Linked DNA regions of Rattus norvegicus: region 2 is linked to region 1. A link is a contact called in public Hi-C data. All regions are on one chromosome and are shown on one strand. The core of a region is the stretch at or near the end of the contact, and the rest is flanking DNA. Distances in the headings are between cores, read along the strand shown.

Region 1 (6,231 bases), core at 961-3,460:
CACATAGACACACAGACAAAAACATAGAGCCTCACATACATACACAGACACACACAGACATGCACACACATACACATACACATAGAGACATACAGAGACACACAGACACACTCAGACACACAGACACAAACATAGAGACTCACATACATACATACACAGACACACACAGACACGCACACACACATACACACACACATAGAGACATACAGAGACACACAAACACCACACAAACACACACACATAGAGACATACAGAGACACACAAACACCACACAAACACACACACACAAATACCACACACACACATACAAACACACACACACAAACACACACACCAACTTTTTATTTTGCTTCTCAGTCAGACATGATTTTTGGATACACACAGACACACAGACACACAGACACTCAGATACACGGATACACAGACACAAACATAGAGACTCACATACATACATACACACATACACACACACACATAGAGACATACAAACACCACACAAACACACACACACAAACACCACACACACACATACACAAACACACATATACACACAAACACACACATACACACACACCAACTTTTTATTTTGCTTCTCAGTCAGACATGATTTTTAGACACACGCAGACGCAGATGTCCATTGCTATTGTTATCTCTGTTGCTGATGCGACTTTCTGACCTCCATCAATCTGCTGCTTCTCCTCATGAAAGTGTCTCAGCATGACAGCAAGAAAGCTGCTTATATTCATGGTCTCTCACCATCCATGATCATGACCAGTCTCGGACGGGTCACCTCCGGCATGGGGGCATAGGTCTAACAGTTATCTACCACAGGGAAGTCACCTGCTCTCCACCACAGTCTAACCGCCAAAGCTATTTAGAACAAAAGGCCAGCTAAGTCCATTTGATTCTAGATACAAGTGGGCATTTCATCTTGGAATTTCTTTCTTCTCAACAACGCATAGACATAGGATTGCTATGGTCCCCTTCCACTCCAAAATGAACAGATACGTACATTTCTTCCCTGTGACAGTTCCCACTGATCAGAGAACACAATCTGTATCCATTAGCCACAAGACACTGCACGTCCATTGGCTCTCCAGCCACCAGATTTATAGTTTTAGAAGTGGAAGAACAAGGCACAGAAAGAGATGCTAATGAACCTGGTGGTTTCTGCTATCAGCTAGTTACAGAGGACTGCAAAAGGAGCGCTAGAAAGAGGCTATGGCAGTAAACATCCAGCTGGGTAAAGAAGGTAAGAGCAAAGAAGCAGGCGAGGATGCCTGTGTTCTTGGTGTATCCCAGTCCTACTGCACACTCCAGGAGGCAGGGGATGCGATAGGGCAGGTAGGTAAGGAACACCTTTCCAGGAAAGGGACCTCATTTTGTTTTGACCAAGTAGTGAAGCAAGATAGGATAAGTAGGGAGCATAGGTAATGTAGACCCAAAGGCAGATAATCAGAGCTCAAGTCAGCTCTCAAATCATTAGAAGCTGACTTACTTTCAGGCCTTTGTCGAAAGAATGTCCTAGCACACAGATTCCCAGATAATTCCGGGTGGTGCCAGGAGCAGAGGGAGGGGTAGCTCCAAAGATAAATCCCCTGAGGAGCCATCAGCATGGTCAGCTCTCATCCACTGCAACAAAGAGTTCTGAAATGACTGTGTTCATTACCAAGCTGTCTGCCCACGTCTCAACCAGATCGCAACCTGTTGGGAATGTGGGGTTTCTCTAGCTCTTGCAGCCACAACCTGACTCATGAGCTGTGCATAATAAATGAGAAATGCACAGGCACATAACTAAATTTCTGTTCTGAGATCTCCAGGTCATGCCCTTACCATGATGATGTTAGATAATTGTCACTTTTCTTGTCCTATCCACAAACCCAGAGCCAGGAAGAGGATCTGTTCCTAAACAGGTAGAGGATTAAATGAAGTCTAAGCTGAGGCTATTTGATCATGCCACCATATAGGATATAGGTGGACCACCCGGGGCTACCCACAGTGCTCTGTGTGACAGCACTGCTGGGAAGGGGCGACTTAAGACGCAGTAAAAAGAGAGAAGGAAGCTGCCTCGTATGGGCCATGTATTAAACAAGGTCAGCCTCCCCTGAGAGTTCTGACTGGGGGAAATGGACACCAAGGTGCCTGTGCTGAACCCACCTTTAAGGGAAAGGAGTCGGTAGATACTGTGTAGAAGGTTTTTAATCCTTAGACTGAAACCAGACTGTGGACGAATGCCATAGAGGAGCCTGCAGGGCTGCTGCACTTCAGCGTCTTGTCACAAGAACTGCCAGCCTTCAGGGAACCCGGACATGAAAGGATCGTATCAGATGGACAGGCTTGGCTGTCACCCACTCAGAGAGTACGCAGCTAGTGAGCCTAAGATACCGAAAATCACCTCTCTCAATACACTGCGAACTCCTAACATTGTTTCAACTCCTAACATTGTTTCAACTCCGCACTGTGGGTAGCCCCGGGTGGTCCACCTATATCCTATATGGTGGCATGATCAAATAGCCTCAGCTTAGACTTCCTGAGTTGGGTCCCGTGAGAGATGAGAACTAAAAAAGCAAACGCGACTTCTCCTGAGAGGAAACCGAGAGGGGGCCACGCGCTCTGCTGCCTCAGAACATTTGTTGCTTACTGTCACACACGCATTATTCCATCTTGGGCAGAGGACAAGGATTAATTCTGACTGGCACCTCACAGGCTGCTCCACGGGAAGGTGACATCTGAGCTCTGAGGATTACTATGAGCCAAGCTGTCTGAAACCTGAAATCAAACTTGGCCCTTATCCACATTTATATCCTCTCTCATAACTTCCCAGAATGCCGCCTCCAGACTGCAGCCCCTCCACCCATCTCTCCTCATCCAACTCGCTCCTCATTCTTGATTCTGACTTGTTTTTCTAACATGAAGGAGACAGCAAGGGAACAGAAAAATACAAATAAGTTCAAAGCTGTTTTCATATTTACACAAAAATATGTATTTTCTGTGAAAACACTTTCCTGGTCTCCCAGGCAGAAATTGCAGCTCCTTCTCCAGTAATCCAATTGCATTTAATATGTGTGGTGATTACAGACCCATACTGGGGTGCTGTGTACCTGCTTGCTTTGTGTAATCTCCCACTCCTATGTGAGGAGGTTCTTGCTTTTATTGAGTGTTAAGCACACCCTGATTGAGAGATAGAAAAATGAGTGCATCTTCCTTACATGGATATATGACTAAAGGTATTAAATTCTTCAATTTTAATCAGCTAAAGGTATGTGCTATACCAGCCACACTATGAATCAACTTCCAAATATTAATCTAAGTGAGGAAAGATCATATATGGAGGCTGGAGAGGTGGCTCAGAGCTTAAGAACCCTTGCTGCTCTTCCAGAGGACCCAGGTTCAGTTCCTAGTACCCATACCAAATGGCTCACAACTACCTGTAACTCCAAATTCAGGGGATCTGATGCCCTCTTCTGGACACTGTGGGCACTTACATATGTGGCACGCATGCATGTGCATGTACATACACGCACATATACACACACACAAACACACTTAATATATCAAACGTGGCACAAGAAATGATCATTACACTCAGAGCAAAATTGCCTGTGAAACAAGCATCATGTATACGAGGTTGTTCTAATTGGCCAACATTGATAAAGAACTGTAAACTCTACATCAAACGTAAGACAAACCCTCCAATCTTCCTGCTAGGTAGCACCAAAACGGACTAATTTTATAGACCAATAATTATGGGGCTTATTTTAACAAACAAAATGAAGACTCACAAAATGCTTTGATCCTAGCCAGCTAGCAAGGGTTAAAACTTGATTCATAACCAAGGACACACACCCCTTCTCAGCCAGAATAGCTCCTAGCACTCTCCCTCTGGGAAGCTGCCAATAAATTCTTCATCCGCGTGAACACTCATCTCAACAGTGGCTAAGCTCACCACTTGCTTTCTAATCATTGGATTCTGTCTTCCCTGTACAGAAAGGACTTTAAAATGCTACATTCTTATTAAGTGGAAACTGGAGTCTGGGACTCATTTAAATATTTTAATAGTTAATCAGGCCATGAGGTATCAATAATACAGTGAGCAGAAGCCTGGGAACACTGGTGTCACGGAGAATGCATGTTTACTGATGGAAGGATTAGCAGCCATTTCTAAAGTCAAAGCTGAGTTGGTTCTTTCTTCTGTACCCAGCTTCTCAGTAAGCCGAGATTTCAAGATTTCAAGCTGATGGGCTAGTTTAATGAAAAAGGTGGATGTCAGCAGTATCTTAGGACCCAGATGATTCTGTGAGGCCAAATACGCAGAACGAGCTTTGCATTGTTATGATGGCTATTTCAAGTGGTAGTTTCCTATTATATGTGGTTTTATTTCCTTATGAGGGCTAAATAAGAAGCATCGTCCTCATCTTAGTTTTCTCTTTAAAGATCTAAATCAAATATCATCAGCTTCTAAGGTGGGCTGGGGCTGGGTTAGGACTTCAGCACTTGTGTTTGAGCATGGTCATAATTCCACCTATGATATTTTGCCCTCTAGCACTTGTCCCAAATTCATTATCTTCTTGTTTACAAAACCTATTCCCCATATTCTAGTATCTACAGAACTCTCAACGCATGCCCAAATCAAAGCTAAGTCCAGTGTGACTTAGATATCGTCTACAATGTGGGTAGCATTGAGGTATGATTCTACCTGACACAAAATTTCAGTTCAGTCATAAACCCATACAATCAGATCGTCTGCTTTCTGCACAAAGAGTGAAAATGTAGACACTCCCATTTTAAAAAGGAGAGAAAGAATTAGGATGCTCTAAGCAACTTCAAAGACAAAGGAAAGTCCACTGCATTTTAGGCTTCAAGAATGAATGCTCCTCTTTTCTCTGTTCTCTTTCTTTCAGCATCAGGAATGGCCACATCTTTAACATCCGGGCCACCAGATGGCATCACTGTTGACTTTCCAGAAGCAGTTACTGTGACACTGACCTTAAGAAAGTGGCCCTGAGATATTTGGTTGTATCTGGGAGTCACAGTCATCATTTCTTCAGCACATAGGACCTGGGCCACTCCTTTGAGTTCCCTCTAGAACATATTCCCTCACCTAATTTTAGCAGGGATAGGCAAAGAATTTCCAAATCCTTTCACCCTGGTTTTCAACTCACAGTAGCTTCTTCAAGTCTCTCTGTCCCCTCATGTGTTACAAAGCACAAAAAGGAGCAAACCAAACCTCATCCTCAACTCTTAACTTCAAATCTTCTCCAAGAAATCTCCAAGTTAACCACCAACACTCATTCTTTCATGAAGTGCGTGCCTCCTGACACAGTGGAAGAGACATGTGAGGAAGCCAAGAGCTCACGTTTCACCCACAGGAAGCCAAGGTTGTATAAAGGCAGTCCACAGGATCCATTCACCACACACAGGACATAATTGTCTACAAATGCATCATGGGAAGCATCAAGTAATTATGAACCATATCTCTGTATGATAGGTAATATCCCAATTACACACATATATACACCACATACACACACGCACGCATGCACGCACGCACGCATACCCACCCATAGCAAGAAGGGTAGTGTCCTCTTCTTCTTCACAGCTACTCTGGCTCGTTCTATTTTTACCTTCCCCATCAAATTACTATGTAAACACTCCTAGCGAATCAGTGCTATGGCCTTCTGCTCCTTTCTACACAAAGACTGGAAGCATCTTGCAGGGGTATTCATATTTAAGGCAACCATTTCTTAATGGGCAGAAAACTTATCCTCTGGTCAGACATCTGGTCTCACAAGTCTAACACAACCTTAGACATCAGTACAGCCAATGTACTTCCCCAAAGGAGTGCATATCAGAGGATGGGTAATGAGGAGAAGGGTAAGGAGAGGGCTTCATAGACTACACAGTTTTCTACTCGGAGCTTTGCAGAGGTCGAGGACCACACATAAACTCACTCCTGCCTAAGGAACGAGGCAGACTATTTTGTTTGTATATGTGTACTGGCCTGCTTTTCTTCGGTGTAAGTAGTCCTTCAGTAAGGAAGATCAATCTATCAGATATTTTACAGAATCCAAATTTCAGGGATTATATGTGTTTTCCTTCTTTATGTAAGAGGAAAATGTTCATTATCTCTAAGTATAGCACTGGACACTTTTGTAACTGCTGTCTTGCAACACAGCAGCTGACTTTACATGGTTGTTTGGGATAAGGTAAAAACGTATAGTCCAGGGATGC
Region 2 (6,231 bases), core at 2,575-5,074, 94 kb before region 1:
GTTGGCATTGGGATATTTGCTTTTTTCCGGAAACCCACTCTGCTCGCCTTCCTTTCAGAAAGATTTTGTCAGATTGACTAGAATAACTGAATTCTCAGGAAAAAAGAAAGAGCAAAGCCAGAACCCTCACAGACCTTAAGCCCTTCTTGCACATACCAGAAACTGCCTGGTTATTTTTATCTGCCTCGGAAGGTTATTTTAAAGCAGACAGTGTCTCCTGGTAACCTCCAGAGCTGGTGCAAAAGGAAGGTGACTAGTGAAGTGTAAACCTTTATGTTGTTTCTCTTTCTTTTTTTTCTTCTTTTCTTTTCTTTTTCTTTATACTTCTCTTTCTATTGATTTAACATTACACTTATAGGTATAAAAGTTGGTGGAAAGATTCTGTGAGAGACCATTAACAACCCCCACCCCTTATCCCTTTTTGATAATCTTTGTCAGGGAATCAAAGTGATGGCTTACCATACACAGCCTCCAGAGACCATTGTTAATGAGCTCTCACAGACATCTTCATGTGAACTATTGGAGGAGCACATATGCACGGTAACCTTAGGACTAGAATAAACTCCAATTTATTGTTCAGGATTCTTTGTCTCACTAGTGAATAAATACACTGTCAGTTCACAGATCCTTGACTAGTATCTCCCCTCCATTGGGGTTCTTCTAAGAGCTCCTCTGTGCCAACCACTCAATGCAACACTAGGTGTCAGCAGAGGTAGACAGACTCATCTAGCAACCTGGAAACCTGGGAAGAAATCCCCATGTACGTCACAGTTTATTTCTGTTCATCTTTCAGCATTTTCCAGTAGCAACGAATTGTTTTTAACCCTTCACTTAACTCTGCCAATCTAACAGGGTTTTGAAGGATGGTATATGAAGTCTCCCAAAGCATAATTGTTGAAGAAATGGCTTAATGCTGAGAATTGGGGCCCTGAAAATGTCCGTCTCATGTTTCATTGTGAACGGAAATTACTCTTGCTTGTATCTTTCCTTCAAATATACAGCTATCAAATATAGAGCTACTTAGGGGATGCTTCAAGTTACCACACAAAGGACTCAGCTGCTTAAGATGGGTGAGGCACAGGCCTAAGAGTTCAGAAGTAAGTTAGAAATAATTTTCAACGTTGCTTATATCACCTCATCACCAAATGCCTCAGTTTTTATAAATAAAATTATGGAGGGAGATTTTATCATCCTTGACTGAATTCTATCTTAGCTCTAACAGTTCTTAATTCTCTATGTCTCCAAATATCCGAAGACAATGCTAGAGAACTTGGAAATGTTTCATCTCAGATCTGTAATTTCTTCCAATACTGCCAATAGCATTTGTTTGCTCATCATGGGGCCATCAAATGCTAAACAAGATACCCTGATATAAAACCAAGAGTCATCCTTCCATGCTGTGACCCTGCTCTGAGTGGTAGTCACCCAGGGTCATGTGGGCAGCCAGATAGATCCATGGAAAGGTTTGTAAAAGCCAAGCTTAGAGCTACATATCTGTAATCCAGCACTTGCAAGCCCAGCACAGTGATAGATGGACTGGCCTTGGCTATGTACCAAGTCTGAGGCCTGTATGAGCTACATGAGACTGTGAAGAAACCCAATCAGCCAATCACATCGAGAGATCTTTGAACAAGCTACCAAGCAACAGAAATACTGGACTAATAATGCTTTTTCCTTTTCCTTTTTCTTTTTCCTTTCTTTTTTTTCAGAGGAAAAACAAACTACTTCAAAATAACAAATGCTCATTCTGTTAACTCTGGACCACTGCTTTTTTTTTCCAAGAAAAGAGAAGAGAACACACCAAGGTACAGAGCAGCTTGATTCTTTAGTGCAGCTATCAAGAAGTAATTGCATTTCATTTTCCCAGATCCCTGCTAGAAAAATCTCAAGATCTCTAAACAATGCATAGAAAGTAGAACCTCAGGAAGGGTGTGGGATGGGTCTACAGGGCATAAAGAAGTCCTGTGGTCTCTGCAGCCACCATGGGGACAGGGTCTTCAGCACCACAGGGACTCTGCTCTCTGCATTCACTGTGCCACTGTCTTCCCAAAAGGAACCATGATAGAAACAAAATGAGCATCTTTGAGGGACACAGAATAGCGTTAGGGGAGGAAAGAAGGGAAGGGGTTGCAGAAGGATGATGGCCCTATCGCCTTGTGTATATTAGTATGGAAATTCCCTATAATTAATGTGGGTCAATGATCATAATAGTAATAAAAATGAACCCCCCTCTCCCAAGCACTTACAGGAAAGCCACTTAGTGTGCCTCTTTCCAGGTGTGTCAAATAGACAACGGATGCTAACCCTGACTGCCAGCACAGGGTTCTTGAGGGAAGTGGGGAAGAGAGCTAGCAGGTTATAGCCAAGCACCATGGGTTTAACTCTCAAGGAGCTCCAAGCCCGTATGCACGAATGGGTGAAGAAATAACACACTGTTACAGATTCTCAGCATGGTCCTTCCTTCAACAAACAGGTTGAGGGGCGTTGGCAAAGCTCATGCATTGAAAACACTCATCCTGAAAGATAAAGCACATTCAGTTTGAGGACATGCATGCCATGTTGGATTGCTCCAAAACATGACAGCCTCGTGCCATTTTAATAATAATCGGGCTTCTAAGCTCCAACTATCTATATGATTCTGTTTATTTAAACATACAAGTAATTTATTGTGAAAGAAATCAGGAAATTGTAATTCAAAGAATGTATTTTTTAGCCCCTCTAATTTTTAGTCATTTTTCTTCAAGCCCCAAGCACAGAAAAAGGTTCATTCTGGAATCCCTTATCCACATTAAGACCAGACCTTTTAAAGGAATGCAATTGCCTTCTATCCCTGCCCTAAAATCTTAATACTTAAGACAGGAAAGACAATGGAGAACTGTGACTACACTGTTAAGACTTAATTACATAGCAATGCCTGTCCTTTGGGCTCATTTGAATCCGCAAAGGAGTTAGCAGGCTGGTTTCTGTCGTTGGAGAGCCTCTAGCTTTCCATTCTCTCGTCAAACTTGGCAGGTGGGTGACTTTGAGCTGTTGAAATCAACAGGAAGACTCGATATCAAAGCAAGGATATAAAAATGAAATGTTTAGCAAAGATCAGTTGGTTCAAGTCATTCAGTGGACAGTCAGTCACACCGAGGGTGGACTCAGATCCTTCCTTTCCCAAAGCTTACCAGGTTTACTACAACAGCCTTGGGAAGACTCACCGTCTCTTGTATCTCTTCTCTAGATTCTGAACCACTAACATGTCATTAGACTGGCTGAGCCTAAGTCTCTGGTCCATATTCCTACCATATAATCTTCAAGGGGGTATGTGTGCCGCCTTCAGCTTCCAGTTTAGTGAAGATGCTTCCCCATCTTCTTGGAATGGAAAAATCTGTTTGGATATGGAGAGGGCCAAACAAGCTAGATGTCTTTATTACAACTGAACTGAGGGTTTGGAGGTAAAGCTATGCATAAGATGGAGTACTCTTTTGCTTCCTAATAAACATGGCTTTGTATTATTTCAGTCCTCCCACCTCCTTCAAAACAAGTCCTGGAGGAAAGTCGTCATGCTTCAGTAAGATTTATCTCTATCTTTATGTATTGCCTAAAGCTTTGGATCAATATTCCAACAGCTTCTTTTGTTATGTTTTTATTCCTTCATTTTTTTTAAAAAAATAAAGTTTAGGAGGGAGAGAGAAAAATGAGAGGTCATTTGTTGTTCTGGGCTAATAAGAAAGAGAATACTTGTGCCAAGTCTCCTTGAATCTGATTCATGAGCAAACTGATTTAGAAAGCTGACTGACACTCTGTTTAAACCCTGCCTCTCTACTGTGGAATGCAGCCTCCGTGAGTGCACGCTGGGAATTCTGATGGCCTTAGCAACTGCCCTAACTTCTGTCTCTGTTTACAGTGACCTTTTAGGAGAGTTTAGCCATGAACAGCATAAAGAACACTAAGAATCGGGTCCTGGAAGCAGACATAATGTCATGTAAGCAGTCATACGAAAATTCCCTAATAATTCTCTAATTCATTGTTCTAATTATGGTAGCACAATATCTTTTAAATTATACACTGTTCTTTCTCTTCTGGGTCCCTTAGACACACAGTCCCGTGGAACTTTTCTGTCAGCACTAGAAAAGGGAAAGAACAACGTTTTCTAAGGAAACTGAAGGTGTAATAGCAAAATAGAAATATGTAAATAAATTTGGCAGAGAGGGAGTGTCAGAACAACGTACTTACTCTTCTTTGCTGCTAGTGGTGTGGTGGTAGTGTAGAGCAAACTCAGGGCTTTGCATATGCAGTATAAGCAAGTGTTCTGCTGCATAACCATAACTTCAGCCCTTCCTGTCTCCTGAATTATGACATTGTGACCTAATACTGGTCACAGAGGACCCAGTTTTTTCTGGTGGAGGTAACTATTTAGGTCCATCCACCTTGGAAGACCCCCTCACTCAAATACAGGTGAACGATTTACTTTGATATTGGCAATGTACAAGATGACAACAAATGCTGAGAAATGTGCTCCGGTGGGAGGGAGATGCCTGGTGCTAGGAAATCAGTGCTACAGCCGGCAGAAACTGGGACCTGGGGGCAATGGCAAGATCCAGTCACTGTCAGCAAGTGTCAGTTTTATATCCACAGTACCAGGCAGCATCATCCATACCTCAGGACAGCCTAGCACAGAATGTCAAAACACAGTCTGGATGCTGCAACAGAGAGACTGTACTCAGTGAACTAAAAGGTCAGACATCAAAGTACGGAATTACTATTATTACTACTACAGCATACACCGAGCCCAGGCTCAGCCCCAGCCCCATGTCATCTGTGATGTTCAGTATATATTTTCATGACTCTTTTTGGTCATTTGGATGAGAATGCCTCCCCTCTACCATAGGTTCATAATTTTGAGCCCTTGGTCTGCAGTTGGTGAAACTGTTTGGAAAATGACTGTGGTCTTGTTAGAGGAGATGTGTCATTTGAGGGTGTGTTTCAAAAACATTCCCACTTAGCCCCACTCTTGCTCCCTTTCCCTACCTGCTTCTCTATCAGATCAGGCTGTGAGCTCTCAGCTGCTGCTCCAGCCCAGGCCTGCCTACCTGCCACCATGCTCCCTGCTGTGATGATGGACTCTCACCCGTTGGAACCGTGAGTCCTAATAAATGTCTTTTAAGTTGCTTTGATCATGGTGTCTCCTCACAACAATAGAAAAATAACTAAAGCATACTCATCTCCAAAAATGAGGAATAGTTAGAGAGAAATTCTGACATTCCATGTCAACCTCTAGCTTCCACATAGATAAAGACAGACAAGAATAATAATATTGGCGATTGCCTCTCTCTCTCTCTCTCTCTCTCTCTCTCTCTCTCTCTCTCTCTCTCTCTCACACACACACACACACACACACACACACGCACACACACACATGCACACACACACCACACCTTGCACACACATACAGCAAACTTATAAGGTGGGCTATTGGAGTAGGTCAGTGGTAGAGTTCTTTTTTTTTTTTTTTTACAGAGCTGGGGACCGAACCCAGGGCCTTGTGCCTGCTAGGCAAGCACTCTACCACTGAGCCAAATCCCCAATCCCAGTGGTAGAGTTCTTATTCAGCATGAGTGAGGGTTTATATTCCATCCCCAACCCCAAAATAAAATAAAATAAAATAAACTATAAAAATTAAGTAGAGGCTACTCTCTAAATTAAGTTTGCTGTACCTATTGGTGGCAACATGTATAGAAGCATTCATTTGTTTTCTTACTCTCATCCTAAAGGCCTCCAGATATGAGCCTGACAGCAAAGGCCAGAGAGATAATCTTTCCTCACTGTTATTTATAAGAAGTTCTGAATCAGTCGTAATTGAGGGGAGTCAGTTTCCATGCACCATGCATTTCACACTCTCAGCACTTGGGACAGGATTCAGTGACTTGTAAGGGTTAATTAGTTTATCAACAGATGTGACTAGAGTGACCAACTTGCCTTTTCTTGGTTTTAATTCCAAAATTTATATATATTCTGCAAAGCCTATGAGTCTTAGGCAAGTTGAGATGGTTACATGGCCTACTCCGATTATCTTGTATTCTTAAGCCAGAAGGTAATCTCCACATGCTGTGATAATTCAAGACAAGAGATTCTCAAAGGCCCAAGGTAAATGTATGGCTTAGAAATGGAGTGAGGTTCTACCTCATACATTCTCCAGGAGAACTCGGGGTGTATTAGGTGAGTACTTCTCAGACTTGGACACAT

What was found. Hi-C and Micro-C count contacts between places; a contact is called where the count stands out from the background.
Region 2: a contact with region 1 is called in a Hi-C map of the A7r5 cell line, with 2.6 times the contacts expected there. The contact joins the enhancer-like site here to the promoter of Nat3 in region 1. A contact is called at or near these places in 3 of 12 Hi-C or Micro-C datasets (the A7r5 cell line, frontal cortex and liver).

The regions. Positions count from the first base shown.
Region 1 is chr16:26,938,621-26,944,851 of GRCr8, reverse strand. It overlaps Nat3 (N-acetyltransferase 3), which reads left to right and starts at 2,210. Exons shown (of 2, transcript NM_001013052.2): 1 at 2,210-2,370.
Region 2 is chr16:27,034,449-27,040,679 of GRCr8, reverse strand. No RefSeq gene overlaps it. Among named protein-coding and RNA genes, the nearest start is that of Nat2, 32 kb to the right of the region's middle. Within about 2 kb of position 3,824, at least 4 of the 93 cell types and tissues checked have an H3K27ac peak or open chromatin away from gene starts, as enhancers often do. A contact at or near this core is called in the A7r5 cell line, where this site is marked.